Regions from separate parts of the Mus musculus genome. Here region 2 is linked to region 1. A link is a contact called in public ChIA-PET data. All regions are on one chromosome and are shown on one strand. The core of a region is the stretch at or near the end of the contact, and the rest is flanking DNA. Distances in the headings are between cores, read along the strand shown.

The links. ChIA-PET counts read pairs in DNA pulled down with a chosen protein or histone mark.
Region 2: an RNA polymerase II ChIA-PET map of effector CD8 T cells shows a contact between it and region 1, with 10 read pairs. The contact joins the enhancer-like site here to the promoter of Extl2 in region 1. A contact is called at or near these places in 15 of 39 promoter capture datasets (the 3T3-L1 cell line, 3T3-L1-derived adipocytes, the C10 cell line and 10 more), 2 of 484 Hi-C or Micro-C datasets (bone marrow-derived macrophages and nephron progenitors), 4 of 115 datasets of contacts at active chromatin or transcription factors (bone marrow-derived macrophages, effector CD8 T cells and trophoblast stem cells) and 3 of 9 other capture datasets (adipose tissue, liver and macrophages).

Annotation. Positions count from the first base shown.
Region 1 is chr3:116,006,935-116,009,596 of GRCm38.p6, reverse strand. Extl2 (exostosin-like glycosyltransferase 2) reads right to left here and starts at 1,300. Exons shown (of 5, transcript NM_001163514.1): 1 at 1,060-1,300. It overlaps Slc30a7 (solute carrier family 30 (zinc transporter), member 7), which reads left to right and starts at 2,191. Exons shown (of 11, transcript NM_023214.7): 1 at 2,191-2,462; 2 at 2,662. The coding sequence starts at 2,383.
Region 2 is chr3:116,438,984-116,441,645 of GRCm38.p6, reverse strand. No RefSeq gene overlaps it. Among named protein-coding and RNA genes, the nearest start is that of Gm40125, 16 kb to the right of the region's middle. Within about 2 kb of position 1,330, at least 51 of the 459 cell types and tissues checked have an H3K27ac peak or open chromatin away from gene starts, as enhancers often do. A contact at or near this core is called in the HPC-7 cell line, effector CD8 T cells and hematopoietic stem and progenitor cells, where this site is marked.

The sequences.
Region 1 (2,662 bases), core at 51-2,550:
AACTCTCACTTATCTTGCTTTATAGTCTGGACACCCAACACATACAAGATAATCTCCAAATGATAACTGAGTTCTATTTTGACGTGTGGGACGTGTGTTAACATGTGGGACATATGTTAACCTATGTGTAGGTTAACATGAACAGGATAGATATTATTTAAAGATTACAAAAAGAAGTGAGGCACAGTAGAAACAACTTTTCCTGGTTTAAAGAGTGTCCTTCTGTCCTTTATACTGCAAACGAAAATGCCTTTAACGCTGATTGGCCTTTATGCTGTCCAGGGCTAAGGATTAAAAAATAGCATGGCCACAGTCAGAAGGGAGAAGATCTTCAAGAGCAGATCTACCTTATATCGTAACAAATCTAGGAAACTGATAAAGCTGAAATTAAATTTCTTTAATGCCTTTCAAAACTATTCAATAACAGGTAATATGGGTTCCTCCCTATCTATGCCAGCTAAGCAACTTCGGATTTACAACAGTGCAAGATGGAATACAGAATTTATTTCCAAAGGCAGGATAAAAACCACATAGGCTCAAATTGCAGGTGACCTTAATGAGAAGGCTGGAAATCCATTGCTGAAACTTGATTATTTTGATATACCATCCCCACCATCATACTTAAATAAAGCAGTCTTCAAGGGGGAAAAAATCAATTGCAATAGCTATTTTGCCTTAAACGACCTCGTCTGCAGTCAGTTCTGGCTTCCTCAGCAATGCAGTAGGGTAGAATTGAAAAACTGCTCTGAACAACAACAACAGAGTAGCCTTTAAAAAGTAAATGCTACTAATTGAGAATATTTGCTTACATGACAATAATGGTCCAAGAAAGGCAAAGACAAAAGAGACATGTTTGTCCTAGAACTTATAGAATCAAGCCGTTTGTTACCAGCAGTTTTTAAAGAGGAACATTAAAAAAAAATCAAGATCTATTTTCAAAAATCTAAATTACAGAATAAATCCTTCCTACCCACAAAGTTCCAAGAACGAGGGCAAAACAAGCAGAGGTCCCAAATGGAAAGATAAAATCAATGAAAGAGAATTTCACAGTTGCCTCACCTCTAGTGCAGAAGATTGCAGCGGGGCCAGCGGGTTTATTTGCAGCTTGGTTAGCATAAATCGAAAGGAGAGTCTCCTTTGCTTGCCTCTTTTCCACCCCTTTCCTAAACCGGGCTTCCAACCTCTCTGCCCGTCCAATTGATAACCTAGGAAATGCGCCGCCTGCAAAGTGAGTGCCTGGAGCAGGGGACAGTTCCTGAGTGGCCACCCCTCCCTCGCTTTGGGTGACGCTCCACTTCCTGTTAGGCAAAAAGGCTTTCCCAAGAAGCTCGGTTTTGTAGTTTCCAAGCCACCTCCCCAAACCAGACCCCCTTTCCGGGTTTCCCCTTCTAGGTAATAACTTTTAATCATTCACGTGATCGGCCAGCTGACCTTGTCTAAACAATCCCCTAGAAAGATGCTGGAGAGTGTCTCTCTAGCCAGCCCAGGCCCACAAGGCTCATCCCCAGCCTCCCACCCAACAGGCTTGTATCTGCACCTCCTGAAATGGACCATAGTGACAGCTACTGTCTTGGGGGTGACAAGGATGCTAAAGGAACCTGTCTGCGGTTGCCTTCAGGGCTACAACCGAATGAGGTTGCAGGGGAGAAACAGCAAGAAGCGGACCTCAAGGCCATAGTCTATGGCCCTCTTCCTAAAGGACGTTTTAAAATACCTTTAAGTGTTTCTTTTGCAAAGCACTCAACGATCGCGTCCCGCGTGACGGTTTCCGCGGGTGGGGGTGGACTCCCTTAGCGTTGACCTCGGGAAGCCATTCTCGCACATCCCGTGCAGTGGCGGCGCAGCACGTGGCCGCCTGGGCTTTTCAGTGATGCTGCCTAAGGCACAGCGGGGATTTGAGGTCCTTTAGGGGGTTAATGCTGAAGGAGCAGGAGCGGGCTGCACTGCATCCGGGGACGATAGTGATGGGCGATCTGGGTGGGTGACAGCGGGCCCTGAACCAGTCAGCCACGTCTGCAGAGAGCCAGCAGGGGTATCTTTCGTGAGTTCAGGAGATAGGACCCCTAGCTCAGCTAGAGATAGATCCCCAAGCTTTCAGCTCGGACTTTCCGCAGCCCCCAAGCCCCGCCTCCTCCCCGTAAGCCCCTCCCCTGCCGGAGTCCCCGCCCCCGCCTCCCGCTTTCCCGTCCCAGGACGCGTTGCGCGGCCCGGGCCGGAAGTCCTCGAATTCCCGGGTGTGTGTCTGTGTCTGTGTCTCGCGGCGGTGCCGCGGCGGTCAAGCGCTTTGGGGTCCGCGTTTGAAGCGTCACCGCTGTCACTGCCGCCACCATACCGAGTCACTTCTAGAGGGACGGAGACCCGGCCCTTCGCCGGGTGGAGAAGATGTTGCCCCTGTCCATCAAGGATGATGAATACAAACCACCCAAGTTCAATCTGTTCGGCAAGATCTCAGGCTGGTTTAGGTGCGGGGTGCTGTGATTGCTGGGAGGGGGCTGCCCGGGATGCTGAGACAAAGCTGGGTGCTAAGGATGGCCTGAGGTCCAGCATGGGAGCGTCACCCTCCTGCTGTGGTGGAACGAGCATGCGGACTGGGTGGGTTTTGAGGGGTCCCCGCAACCCCCTTGGCTCCTGCTTGCTTCTGATCACCTGTATCGTGCCCAGG
Region 2 (2,662 bases), core at 81-2,580, 430 kb before region 1:
GAGCCCTGGCAAGGGAGCACTGAGGTAAGAAGTCAAGGAAGGAGGGGCTAGAAGGTTCAAGAAACTGTAAGGACCAGTGTGGCAGGCAAGAAGAGAAATAGAGGCAGACAGCGGGATTGGATGATGCTGAGATACGGTATTATCTTTTTTTTTTTTTTTTTGGTTTTTCGAGACAGGGTTTCTCGGTATAGACCTGGCTGTCCTGGAACTCACTTTGTAGACCAGGCTGGCCTCAAACTCAGAAATGAGCCTGCCTCTGCCTCCCAAGTTCTGGGATTAAAGGCGTGTGCCACCACGCCCGGCATGGTATTATCTTAAGACTGCCTTATATTGCAGTATTAAGATTTTGACTTTTCCTCTGAATGACTTGGGATACTATTAAAGCAAAGAATCGCTAAAGCTTGGCAGGATTCTGGAATGCTCATAGTTGCCCCGAGGGAAGCTAGCTAGAGAATTGCTCTAGTTATATAGGAGATGGTAGTGGCTTTGATGGAATAATGGCTGGAGAACCATCCCAATTATGAACATATTTTTGTTTGAGGAAACAGAGTTTCTTGCAGCACAAACTCACCTCACATTTACTGTGGTGGTTTGAATGAGACTGGCTGCCACCCCCAGCCCATAGGCTCCTAAGAGGTATGGCCTTGTTGGAGAAGCTAAGTCACTAAGGATGGGCTTTGAAGTTTTGAAAGATCCCTGGTGTTCATGTTCTTTGTCTCTTTGTCTCTCTGTTTGTCTGTCTCTCTGCCTGTCTCTCTGTCTGTCAGACTGTCTGGCTCTCTTTCTGTTTCTCTCTCTCCCTGTTTCATGGTTGTATCTCAAGATGTGAGCTCTGAACTATTCCTTTGCTTAGCTGTCATGAACTCTACCCTCTGAAGCCATAAACCCAGAATAAACTTTCTTCTCTAAGTTTCCTTGGTAATAGTATTTTATCACAGCAATAGAGAAGTAATTAAGACCCTTACTGGTTAGCTAAGGTTGACCTTGAACTCTGATCCTCCTGCCTCTACCTCCCAGGGGCTGGGATTATAGAGCTACTGTTTCTAGCTCTGCATATATATTTAAGGCACAGGTTGCAGGGTATGCTGCAGACTCAATGTGTCATGTGACAGAAAGAGAGGTGTTAAGGATAAATCCAATGGCTAAGGCCCAAGGCACTGGAAAAGCACAATGTCAATCAAATACGATGGTGATTGTACAGGGATTAAGTTTTTATTTTTAACACCAGAAGTTTGGGGCTTGGAGGAAAAAAAGTTGCAAGGCGGCATAGAGATCATAGTCAAAAGCCACAGGATGAGATGAGGCCATACAAAAGGAAGTGGCTGAGGCAGAAACACACACACTCCGAGGTGTGGGTGCTCCCGTTTCAGAGAGCTGAGGGACTCTCAGAAGGAGCAGATCCTAGAAAAGCCGAGTCCACGAGGCAGAAAGGGAAGCAGGAGATTAACTGGGGAAGCCGAGGAGAGTGATCGGAATGGGGAGAACAAGGGTTCAGTGTTGCTTCTTGTAAGTCATGTAAAATGAAGAATCAGACTTTATGGGGGATTAGCAGGGGCTGCTGGTGACTGCCTGAGCATCTGGGGACACACACGCGTGCGCGCACACACACACACACACACACACACACACGGAGTAAGTTTATACCTGGATGCATGTGAAAACCAGTGGACAACCTGGGTGTCCCTCCTTCTGTCTACCTTGTTTTGTTGTTTTTCTTATAGGGTCTCTCATTAGGACCTGGCCCATAGATTAGGTATGGCACCAAGCTCCAGTGATCCTTCTTGGTGGCCCTAGCACTGGATTATAAGTGTGCCACCATACCTGGCTATTTAAGGTGGGTCCTGGAAACTGAATTTGGGAATGGTGGTCATTTGAGCAGCAACACTTTCCAACTGAGATATCACCCCAATCTAGAGAGGGTTTTATTTGAATAATCTAGAGATGCTTAGTATAATTTTTAATTTTTTTCTGGTGCTGGGATTTGAATCTGGGGTCTCTTATATTCAGTAAATTCAGCTATAATACCATACTTCTCTGTTATCTTTGATAAAATGCATAGCCCCTTCTGGCTTGCCAATACCTGTATCCCTCTATGCCTGGGGTTATTTTTTGTTTTTGGACTCTTACATACATGCAACAAAAAGAAGTGCCAGGATAACATCCCAGGGAGCAGCTGTCAACCAATGGGTGGTGGGAGCTGGTAGGTAAACCTCCCATCTTATATTGAGGAAGGGGAGGTGGGTGGAGCTTAAGGTCCTGGTTTTATAGTGTATTTATTATGTATACCATTGTGCAGTGTATCCATGGGAAATAAGTTTGTCCTTCACAATGGCTTCTAGGCTCAAAGACAACATCCTCCATTGATTGCCTTTTCTTCCTTCCTGGCCTCATCTCCTCTCTCCAGATGCTGTTGCCTGTAATTCCCCAATAAATTTCTTGTACTTGAATCTTTGTTCTTGGGGAACCTGAGTTAAGTCTCTTCATATTTAAGTATCATCTAAAGTTCAGTGATGCTCTAAGACTCAATATTCTGGGAGGGTGGAGTACCAGAGAGGGTGTGGAAATTCCTTGCTTCTCCATATCTTCCTGATTCCTGTCTCCAACTGTCTGTTCCTGATTCATAGAGCCCTGATAGTAAATGCTAACTTACAGTTTGGAGTTC